Regions from separate parts of the Sus scrofa genome. Here all the other regions are linked to region 4. Evidence: chromatin contacts called from public Hi-C and HiChIP or PLAC-seq data. All regions are on one chromosome and are shown on one strand. The core of a region is the stretch at or near the end of the contact, and the rest is flanking DNA. Distances in the headings are between cores, read along the strand shown.

Region 1 (2,700 bases), core at 162-2,661, 210 kb after region 4:
AAAGCTTATTTATACTGTGTCTGAGCAGTCACACATTTGGCTAGAATCCAGAGATAGGAGAAGTAGCTCTTATGTCCCAGAGTCCAGCAAAATATTCTATTTTGCTCTGGAGAATTCAAGAGTGTCGCTCCTATAGTTTTGAAAAGGTAGGTTAATTACATCCTTGGTGTATATATGTGACCAGTTGTTAAATACTTTTAAATGATCGTAAAGTTATTACCTTGGCCAATGACGTTTAACCCCATGTTTGGTAAGCACACGTTATTTAAGGTGCGTTGGTAAGCCATCAAGAGGCAATGTCGTCTCAGAGGCAAGTTAGTTAGACGTTATTGCCTGCGCTTAGTTATCTAGAAACGATGAGGGCAATTTTGAGTCCTGCCACCACCACTGCTACTGACGACACTCCTTTACTGCTATTAACATGTCTCCTACATTGCCGTTAGGAATAAATGAGATGCTATGTGTGTTTAGAAAATGGTCACGCACGACATGAGAGTTTGCTATGGTCATCATTCTGAATACTTCCAACAGTCCATGAAAATACAGAGAAAAATGGTTAACATAGGCCAGGATTTAGGAAACGAATTTCCATTTGGAGTAACCCACACAAAAATTTCTTTTCTCGATGAGCTAATTTAGAAACACATGTTCCTTCCTCCTGCTTTGGGGGTTTTCCAAAGGGCTTTTCTGAAAAGTTAAGACATTAAAACCCCAAACCAGAAACCAACCAAATGACTCGGGCAAAATGCAACAGGCACGCAAGTCCTGGATTTTCCCTGTGTGGCCAAGGGACCTGCTGCAATGTTCGTCCGGCGTGGGCGAGCTTCAGAAAGCTGCGTTTGGACTGCGTGTGGAGCGGAGGCCCTCAGGCCACTCTCGGCCCTCGCCTCCCACATTCAGTCCGCACGAAACACGAAACACAACGGTGAGAGCTTGGAAAGGCCGCAAGCATCATTTCGTCAGGCTCCTTCTTTGGAAAAGTGGAAAAACGAAGAGGGGGACGGGGTTGTCGGAGGTCACGCAGGAAGCCATGAAGAAGGACATTTAGTCGCTCGAACGACCAACAAGTCTAGTTGTCTTTCCACCGTAATTTGCATTTTGCAGATGGGATATTTTTCTATCACCATTTAAGAGCAGCCGAACACTCAGGTGTTCTTCTAGGGCTCAGACTAGGTATATAATGATAAAACTATTTCCTCTCTCTAGTTGAAACGTTGACGTTTTAAAAAAGAAGCTGAGGTTCAAGGTTAATAAAGAATACATTCTGTATACTGTCATTATAGCTAGAAAACTTACCTTCACAAAAAGCTCAATTTCAGGGTCTGCTGGACTGCTGGGCCTGGGACCTGCCATCCTTCTGGTTTTATTTCCAGTCGTCAGCCCCTCACCTTCTGCACACAAATTCTTTTCTTCCCGTTTTATCAAAAGGCTTAAATGAAAGTTGTGCTTTAAGAGGGAAGTCCAGTTTGTAAGAGTCAGAGCTGGGCTGGTCTCTCTTCGAGAGGTGGGGTGCAGAAAATTCTAGATGTTTGAGAGCAGCTCTTGAATTCGTTTTCCTTCTTCCTCTTAACCTAACATTTGAACCAAATAGGAGCTAGAGGGGTGTGTATAAACTGGCTGGCTAGAAGGGTGTGGGTGTTTCCAGAGAGGCTTCAATGCTATGACTCAGCATAGGAAAAACACATACACACAAACACACACATGAAATTCCAATATATCAAGCAGACCAGATGGCCTCTAGGGCCTCCTTTTGAAGCCTGGGCTCCATGCCCAGAAAATGGCCTCTTAGGCTGTTCTTGTAAACTGGCAGCAGCAAAAAGCTCTTCCAGGAAAAGGGCCAGAAATGGCTTGGGTTTTTAACATTGAAAAGGATGTTTATCTAATGACACTGTCTAAGAGGTGGTTTAAAAAGAGTGTACTTCATGCCCCCTCAATTCTGCTGCTGACAAGGTCAGATTTCCCTTTTGGGTTGCAAATTTCACTTCTCTTTTATAATCAAGGAATGTTTGCTGTGTTGGTTGAGTCTGGGGACATCTTTGCTTGTCCCACCTCTCTATTTCTGGGAAGGGCGGACCGGGAGGGATCACTTCCTGCTTGTGGTAACGGTACCAGGAACCACAAGCTGTTTTGTATCTCTGCTTGTTAACACTGGGAACAGCAGTAAACTACCCAGATTGATCACTCACTGGCTGCAGTGTTTTTGGCAGCCGTGCTTTCTGCCTGCCAGGACGAAGAAGGCGGGAGGCGGGCCCTGGAGGAATAACCCCCCTCTGAGAGGAAGAGTCTCTTTCTGCCTGGAGCCAAAGTGAACATAGATCCGCTCGTTGTTGGGGGCCCTGGGGACCCCCTTTCTACGACACCAAAGGTCCCCCGTGCCCATGTGGGCTGTACGTGATGCACCTGCCATCGTCCGCACGTGAAGAATTTACGGATGGGAGGCTCCGGGCAAAACCTGGTCCGTGCCACACCTGCAGGCTTTAGGCAAGGAGTGGCTGCCGATGGGAAGGAAGGTGAGTGCTCTTCGAGGTGTGGGGCCCGATGATTTCCCAGATGGTCGGCAGAGTGAGAGGGACATTCGGATCGACGTCTGCTGAGCTGACCTTGCGGGTGAGCGTGGGCCTGGCTGTTTGTTTGGCAGGACCCGGTGAATGCCTTGGCCATGTTTTTACTCTGTTCATTCATTCTTTCACTCCAAAGACA
Region 2 (2,700 bases), core at 194-2,693, 140 kb before region 4:
ATATATTTTTATATTTTTAAGTCAGAGTGAAATAAAATGGAAAAAAATCTAATCCTTGGATGGCAGAGGAGGAAACGGAAGAAAAGCAATAGCTGTCCTGTTTTATCAGCAGCGAGGAATTAGAAAAGATGGTACATATTCCATTTACGATCACAATAAAGAATTAGGGATCAGTCGCGTCTGCGCAGGCTCCGTTAAGGACTCCCAGTTAAGAGACACAGCAGTGAGAAGAGCAGCAGTGATATGGGAAGAGCACTTGAACCTGGGGGCACGTCTTCCTTGGCTGTCTGATTCCACAGCCGCAAGCAAGCTGTGCCTCTAGAGCACTTCGCATGGAGCCCAGTCGTGGAGTCCAAACTGAGGCTTGCCAGACGCGTAAAACACACGCGGGAAAGACTTGGTACAGAAAAGAAGCCCTATAAAATATTCCATTCATAATGTTGTCTGTTGCTCATAAGTTGACACGATAATTTTTTTTCCTTTTTTTAAGTTTTACTTTAATGATTTTTATTTTTCCATTATAGCTGGTTTACAGACATGATAATATATATATTTTTTATTTGTCAATGCCTCTTTATTATTCTTTAATCTGGAACAGATCTAGAACCTTTGTCTTTCATGCTCTACATATTTTTTAAGAATGCAGGCCTCCCTCAGTTTGGGTTTGCCTAATGTTGCATTATTCATGATGTTTCCTCATGATTAGCCTTTCTTAAACGAATACTGCAGAAGTCAAGTTTGGTCCTTCTAAAAGCACAAGATAATATTTTGGATCACTGAGTTCAAAAAAGTTTGCTATTAAAACCAATTTAACCTTTTTCCTTTTCCTTTTGTTCCAAGTGGCGGCTGGAAAATTTAAAAGTCCACAAGTGGCTCGCACTCCACTTCTATTGGCTAGTGCCGCTCTAGCTGGACGGGGTGACTTTCCAGCTCTCAGTGCCTCAACGTCTTCGTTTCTTAACCCAGGCTGATTCGGCACCAACCTTAAAGGGCCTGCGAGAGGACGCAAAGAGCGCTCAGCGGGGAGCCTAGGTGCTCCGCCGAGGTCCAGGCCCCGGAGCCGAGCGGGCGGCCACCGGGGCCACGCCCACTGGCCGCCGGGGCCACGCCCACTGGCCGCCGGGGCCACGCCCACAGGATCCCAGCCTCGGGGCCTGGCGGCGCAGGCGCTCCCAGACCCAGCCGCCGAGGGCGGGACGGGGGTGGGGGAGGCCCAAGGCGCACGCGCGCAAGAGCCGCGGCTCGGGGTTTCCGCCAATGAGATCGTGCGGCCGTCTCGCGCGCGCTTCGGGCTCCGCCCCGCCAGCCCGAGCCCGCCCACCCCGCCCCGCTGCACGACACGCACGGGGCGGCGCACAGGTGGGCGGGCCCTGGCGGCGCGGCCTGACGGCGGCGGGAGTCTGTAGTCGCTTCCTCGGGGGTGGCCCACGCGGCTCACACGCTCTGCCGGGCAACATGGCGGACGCGGAAGGTAAGTGTCGTTCTTCCCCGGGCGATCGGGTTGAATCCCCCCGGCCGGGGCCAGGTCCGTCGCTGGGAGAGCCGGTGGTGCGGGGAACAACGTCGAGGCCCGAGCTCTGCTAGCTCTAGCCGCCGGGCCTCCTGTCGACCTTGTCTCTTGGCCTTGGCTCCACGGGTGAGGGCGGGAGAGCGAGGGGCCCCTCGGTGCCTGACGCCACACGGCCCGGGTCTCCCGCCGGCGATCCAGGGCCCCTTAGGGCTCTGGGTCGCCGTCAAAAGGCGTCCGCTGCCACCAGGTCGGACGCCGCGGACCGACAAGAGGCCGGAGGGGCTCGGGCGAGCGCGTAGCCCTAAGTCGAAAGGAAGTTGTGGGAGCCACTAGCCTTCGGGGATTATCCGCGGTCACTTAGGAAAGTTAGGGGCCCGCGGGCCGCGCACCCTGGCGTGTTTAAGCCCCGCCGCAGCCACGTGGTGAGCCGGGCCGGGAGGCGACACGTGCAGTGCTGTCGTCACCCGAGCGTTCAGCCCGCGCATGTGGTCCCCCACGTCGTCTCACCTGCGGTGCATTTCCTACCTGCCCTGGTGGCCTTCTCTGACTTAAACTTGGTCGTCTTTATTTTCTGGGAAAACTCCAATCCTGGCGTGTTTTGTAGAAGTACTTATTTTACCGAAGAAGCATAAGAAGAAAAAGGAGCGGAAATCATTACCAGAAGAAGATGTGGCTGTGAGTAGGAATTTCTTTTACTTCGCTTTTACTAAAAAGAAAGGTTACTGAGACAGCAGTTACAGAAGATAATTCTTTAAAGGTTTCTGCAGAATGGGCTGGAATTGGGTGGTGGTTGGGTAGAAACTGCACAACCCCAGCCAACCTAAGCGTTTTGTCTAAAGAGGTAGCCTTTGCTAAAGGGTGTTGGCCACACCAACTGCTCTGCCTGAAATTCTCTTTCTTATCCCACCCACATACCCTGTGCCACATATCTTGGTGGCACTTTACTCACCCTTCTGAGCTGTTGAGCCGCTTTCCCTTGGAGGTCCTGGTGAGAAGGCACAGGCTACTTTGGTTTTTATTTTAAAGGCACAGACTTGTGTGGTAGGAATGGAATTGTTCAGAATCAAGTGGGAAGTCTAACAGGCTGTGTTTCTGTCCTGTGGCAGGAAATACAGCATGCTGAAGAGTTTCTCATCAAACCTGAATCCAAAGTGGCTCAGTTGGACACATCTCAGTGGCCCCTGTTGCTA
Region 3 (2,700 bases), core at 137-2,636, 130 kb after region 4:
TCAGGTCCTCCGACCCCTTACCTTCGCTCTAGTCCCACAGGTCCTCAGTCTCGCCAGTTCTACAGCAACGGCTATTTTTTAAAACCCTTCCAGCGCCACTCTTTCCTCTAGCCCAGTCCTCCTCTGCCCGCCCCCTTCCCCTTTCCTTCAGCCCCTCCCCCGTACCCAACCTCCATCCCACCTCCCTCACTACTTCGGCCCTACTGTGTGGCAAGATCCTTATTAGGTATTCTACATACATAATCTCATTTCATCTTTACAGCAGCCTTGTTAGTACACCCTTGTTATTCTCATTTTAAAATATGACCTAGGTAATGCTCCTTTCCTACCCTAAATGTGCCTGTTACAGCATTTATTATATTATCTTACCGATTGTTCGGGTCCCTTTAGTTGTCTACAAACTAGGGGTTTAAATAACATGACCCCGTGACTTGCACATAGCCATTTTTAATAAATGTCCATCGCTATTATTATATGTTTGTCCCCACTAAGTAAGGGAGCTGACATATCCTTTATTCAGAAAGGGCCTGGCTTATGGTAGGCTTCGTACGAGTGGATGAAGCACCGCTTCCCCGTGAAGCACTCGAGTGCAAGCAAACGTAGGAGCAAACATGGTGGTTAGATGTCAGAAAACAGATGGAAAAATAATTACTTGGGCCTGTATAACGCAGTTACTTTCAAACGGTTGCAGCAGTGGATGATGTTGGGGAAGTCCTTGGGCCTAGGAGCATTGGAAGAGTTCTTAGGATTTTGCATGTACACTGAAGTTTTGAAAACGTTTGAGCAGGGGTGGTGAGAGGCTGATCAAAGGTGGCTTTTGGTAAATTTTGATGCAATGGACAGGGTATTTATTAGAATCAGGCCACCGCTCCCTGTGGAAGCAAGCATAAAGCAAGTCCCCTTCAAGGGTCAGGAAGCTCGCTAGGATGGTGGGACCAGAAGGACACCCAAGCCCAGTGGCGACGTCTAGGTTCCGGATTTGCTTGTATTCCAAAAGGGATCGTGTCGCCTCGCGAAGGCTATTCTGGAGAGCGCTGCCTGTTCTAGGATAGCAGTGGGATATGTCCCGGCTTGGTACGGGATCATCGGGGTCCTCCAGCCCGCCCACCCCCAAAACCGCCGGAACCCCTTTTCCCAGGACTCGGTATTGGTCCTTGCTGCAGATCCAGGTTCGCCTCAGCTGCCCTTCCGCGCCTGTCACTCACCTGTACGCAGCCAATCAGCATCCAATGGTCGGGAGTTTCATCCGAAGGGAGAGGGGCGGCTGCTTCCTGTGCGCCAATGAATGCGCAGACTCACACGCGAGGGGCGGGCCTGCGGGTGTGAGCGGGCCAATCACAGTCCCCCGGCGGCTGGCAGCCCGAGAGGCAGTTTGTCGCGCGCTCGCTTCCCCAAGATGGCGGACGCTAAGGACGGTTGTGGTTTGGGAGAAGTGGCTGCAGGGAACGGGCGGCGGCTCCACCTAGGGATTCCTGAGGCCGTTTTTGTGGTAAGAGGCACGCCGGTCCTCGGTATCTTGTCTCTGTGTGGTGGGCGACCGTTTCCTTTCTGGCCCCGACCCCGGCCTCGATCGTTGGGGGACGGAGTTGAGCGGGAGGACCTGAGAGAGTGCTCCGTCCTCTCCCACCTCCGCGCCGGCACGCCCTGTGCTGTGTTGGGACCCGCCCTCGGGCAACGCGGTCCGAGGAGGCCCCAGCAGATAAGGTGGCGTGGGGCCCGGAGGACTCGGGAGCGGGGGCGGGGCGGCCCCATCAGCCCCTCCTCCCCGCCCCACGCGGGATTTCCTCCCGTGCCGCCTGGAGAAAGGGAGGCGGCGAGGAGCTGGAGACTCAGCGTAGATGCTGGAGGGAGCGGTGTACACATGGTGACAGGATGCAGTGAGTAGGCAGAAGAGCTGGGGCTAAGGTGTGGAAGTAGGAAAATGGCACCTGGTCTGTTGCCTTGGGGGAGCCGAGTGGCGGGGAAGTGGGGTCGGTGAGAACGTGAGGCCCTTGTGTGTCCTGCTGAGGCACGGAGGCTTTAGCCAGTGGGCAGCGGGTGTCTAAAGAAGGCCACTGTACAGCCTGTTTGCTTGTAGGTACGTCGTCCTAATAACTTAGTAGAGAATAAATCGGGTGGAGTTCAGAGGCGAAGCAGGGAATGCAATTTTGGAGGCTTCGCAGAATGGGGAGACCAACCCGAGTCCAAACAAAGAGAAGCAAGTAGACGCTTCCACTCCTGCGCTTCCGTAAAATTCTCGAAATAGTATTTGAAAGCTCTTTCAATAATGAGAAAAGACCTGACTGCCCTTCCAGACCAATATAACCCGTCTCTGTCCACTCACTTCTGGCTGAACAACTATGAAATCTCTGTGGAAGTTTCTCGACCTTTTGGTTTGTGCCTCTGTTGCCTTATCTCCTCCACCTTTTTGTTAATCATATCTTAGAGTCTTCAAAAGACCCGTTTATTTTATTTATTCTTTTATTTAGGCCACTCTTAAGGTACACTATGCATATTTGCATGTGCCGATTCAGTTTTCTACTGTTTTCTTTATTTTGTCTTTTCTCCCTGAGCTGTGCCGTTTTATTTCTTTACCCTCATTTCCCACCTAGTTGTTAACTAGAGATACAATTTCTTAAATACCAGCCACTTTCCTCATGCTGTTACAAAACCCTAGGCGGCAGGTACTGTTATTCTCATTTTGTAGATGATGAAACTGAG
Region 4 (2,700 bases), core at 109-2,608:
AAACAACTGAGAGACAATAAGCAATACCTGTAATACTTGAGTAACTTATGTGTGTTAGATGCAAATAAGGGCTCTGCACAAGAGGAACAAAAGTAGAAGGAAGGGAAAGGAGGGGTGTACCAGGTTGCAATTTTATTTTATTTTTTTGCTTTTTAGGGCCACACTTACCGCATATGGAAGTTCCCAGGCTAGGGGTCGAATCCGAGCTACAGCTGCAGGCCTACACCACAGCTACAGCAACACCAGATCCCAGCCACTTCTGCGACCTACACCACAGCTCATGGCAATACCGGATCTTTAACCCACTGAGCGAGGCCAGGGTTCGAACCCCGTACTCGTGGATACTAGTCGGGTAGGTTTCCTTTGAGCCACAAAGGGAACTCCAGTTGCAATTTTAAATGAGGATCGTCATGCAAAGTCTCACTGAGAAGGTGATGTCTCAGCAAAGGCTTCTGCCTTCTACCTTGAGGGCTGTGGGGAGCCACGGAAGAGTTCTGAGTTAGAGGAGGGTCCTGAGCTTTCTGGACACATCTGAGAGAATAGACTTCAGCAGTGGGAGTGTCGGAGCAGGTCGACCTGTTAACGGAGAATCCTAGCAGCGATTTGGGACTAGGACGGTAGCAGTGGAGGGGTGAAAATGGCTGGATTCACTGTGAAGCTGAAGCTGGCCCTGATGCTGGTTACTAAGGAATTGCATTTGCGGGCTGAGAGAGAGAGATTGGGAGAGAGCCGTTCAGAATAACAGCGAGATTTTGGGGATGGTGAAGTTGCCACGAACTGGGGTGGAGCAGCAGCTAGAGGTGTAGTTTAGCGGTGGGCGGGCAGCCGCCGGCAAGCAAGCTCTTTTTTTTTTTTTTATAAGAAATGGAAAATTTTATTCAAGCCAAACTGAGCATTTTAACCCGGGAAGAGCCTTTCAGAAAGAAAGCTCTGAGAACCGTCCTAAGCTCTTTCTTTCTTAGTACTCTCCGTGGTTATTGCGATCGCTACATTTTTTAAATGTCCTCTTCTAGTAGAACACGTACCAGGCAGTGATATTTGATCAATGTTTGTAGGAACAAACAAACACGTCAGCTTTCTTTATTTTTAGTAAAGTAAGGAGTAAGACAGTCTTTGCTAGTTAGAGGGTGTCCGCTGGCCGCGGCCGAAGACCTGCCTTGGAGGCAAAAGCCGGCAAACCCCGCACACGGAGGCCAGCAGCTCCGTCCAGGGAGGCTCTCTGCGCACGCGCGTCCCAGCGGGGCTGCCGGGAGGGGGGGTTGTGACGCCGCCCGCTGAGTCTTGTGACGCGGCTGCGCGCGGGCAAGGGGCGGGGCCGCCCCGTAGGCGGCCCGCCCTCTTCCGCCGCCGCCGTGGGAATGGAAACATCTTCCCCACGTGCCGGAAGCCAGCCGGCGCCGACGGCGGCGCGGTACTTTGCGTCCTGCCGCGCGGAGCCCCTGCGGGTGTCATCGCGAGACCAGCTCGCCGAAATGGCCGCAGCCAGTCAAGGTAAGGGAGGGCGCGCGCGCTTTCGGCGCCGCAAGGAGCCGCCTTCCCGGGCTCCGGAAGGGGAAGGGCTCCGCGCCCACTAGTCCCGGCAGAGCTCCCCTGGGAACCTGAGCGGCGCCGGGGCGGGTAGGGCGCCCGGGGCTCGTCCCTAGCCCAGCTGCCCCCAAGGTCCGGCCAAGGTCACTTCCCCGGCTGGAGCCGAACTGCTCCGGGGTGTGGTCTCCAGTCGGGCTCGCCCAGCCTTCCGGCACCGCCCACGGCAGCCTGGGCGCGGAGACATTTTGTTCCTGTTTTCGGAAGCAGTCCGGCACCTTGAGACTAAGACAGCTTTGTCCCTTTGGACTGTCTTCTCAAACATCTGGCCAGCGTCTTTCTTATGCAAGGCGCCTCTGCTTGCGCTTGCGATGGGTTTGAAAGAGTCGTCCACATGGTGCGGTACTTCGCATCGTCTTTTGTTTGGTCCGCTTAGTCAGAGTCCCTGTGATGCGACGCACGGCTTCCTGTCGTGCTGCTTATCCCACTTCGCCGAATGCTTCAGATTACATTCACTTCGGTACCCGGCTCACAAGGTCTGATTGCTAAACAGAGCCGTCATCGAAAACTCAATTATATAATTTAGGATTACATAACTTATGTTAAAAACAAAGTGAAAATTATCAAAACTCTACTTCCTTATTATTTGCCATGTTTTGCTCTTGAGGTTATTTAATCTGTTCGTTGTGGTGGAAATAACAGCATCGTACACTCGCTCTCTTCCCAACTCTGCGTTCAGCGATGTCACAATTTAGTGATGTCACGCTCAGGGTGAGAGATACAACCTCGAAATTGGTATAGACTACTAAACAGCCCTTCTCCCACCCCAGCGTGGTTGGTAAACATTTACCTGGACACCGCTGGATTCAGGTGACTCTAAGGTGTTGAAATGTGCAATGTAATTATTTTCCTGCAGAGCAGACTGACTTCAGTTAGGTAAAACGTATAGGTTGATCAGATATTTACACCTCAGAAATTGTTAGGAGAAATTTTTTTTTTTTTGTCATTTTGGGGACGCAACCGCAGCATATGGAAGTTTACGGGCTAGAGGTCCAATGGGGGCTGTAGCCGCCGGCCTACACCACGGCCACAGCAAATGCAGGATCCAAGCCACGTCTGCGACCTACATCGCAGCTCACTGCAGCGCTAGATCCATAACCCACTGAGTGAGGCCAG

What was found. Hi-C and Micro-C count contacts between places; a contact is called where the count stands out from the background. HiChIP or PLAC-seq counts read pairs in DNA pulled down with a chosen protein or histone mark.
Region 1: a contact with region 4 is called in an H3K27ac HiChIP or PLAC-seq map of alveolar macrophages. The contact joins the promoter of CLIC2 here to the promoter of FUNDC2 in region 4. A contact is called at or near these places in 1 of 5 promoter capture datasets (liver) and 2 of 2 datasets of contacts at active chromatin or transcription factors (alveolar macrophages and skeletal muscle).
Region 2: a Hi-C map of liver shows a contact between it and region 4, with 3 times the contacts expected there. The contact joins the promoter of DKC1 here to the promoter of FUNDC2 in region 4. A contact is called at or near these places in 2 of 47 Hi-C or Micro-C datasets (liver and skeletal muscle) and 1 of 2 datasets of contacts at active chromatin or transcription factors (alveolar macrophages).
Region 3: a contact with region 4 is called in an H3K27ac HiChIP or PLAC-seq map of alveolar macrophages. The contact joins the promoter of VBP1 here to the promoter of FUNDC2 in region 4. A contact is called at or near these places in 1 of 5 promoter capture datasets (liver) and 2 of 2 datasets of contacts at active chromatin or transcription factors (alveolar macrophages and skeletal muscle).

Annotation. Positions count from the first base shown.
Region 1 is chrX:125,558,648-125,561,347 of Sscrofa11.1, forward strand. CLIC2 (chloride intracellular channel 2) reads right to left here and starts at 1,412. Exons shown (of 6, transcript NM_001244428.1): 1 at 1,297-1,412. The coding sequence starts at 1,353. It overlaps LOC100620916 (histone H2A-Bbd type 2/3-like), which reads left to right and starts at 1,714. Exons shown (of 5, transcript XR_002340766.1): 1 at 1,714-2,510.
Region 2 is chrX:125,217,485-125,220,184 of Sscrofa11.1, forward strand. DKC1 (dyskerin pseudouridine synthase 1) reads left to right here and starts at 1,444. Exons shown (of 15, transcript NM_001142668.1): 1 at 1,444-1,471; 2 at 2,115-2,185; 3 at 2,617-2,700. The coding sequence starts at 1,456.
Region 3 is chrX:125,483,971-125,486,670 of Sscrofa11.1, forward strand. It overlaps VBP1 (VHL binding protein 1), which reads left to right and starts at 1,387. Exons shown (of 6, transcript NM_001244980.1): 1 at 1,387-1,489. The coding sequence starts at 1,397.
Region 4 is chrX:125,352,674-125,355,373 of Sscrofa11.1, forward strand. It overlaps FUNDC2 (FUN14 domain containing 2), which reads left to right and starts at 1,359. Exons shown (of 5, transcript NM_213743.1): 1 at 1,359-1,491. The coding sequence starts at 1,359.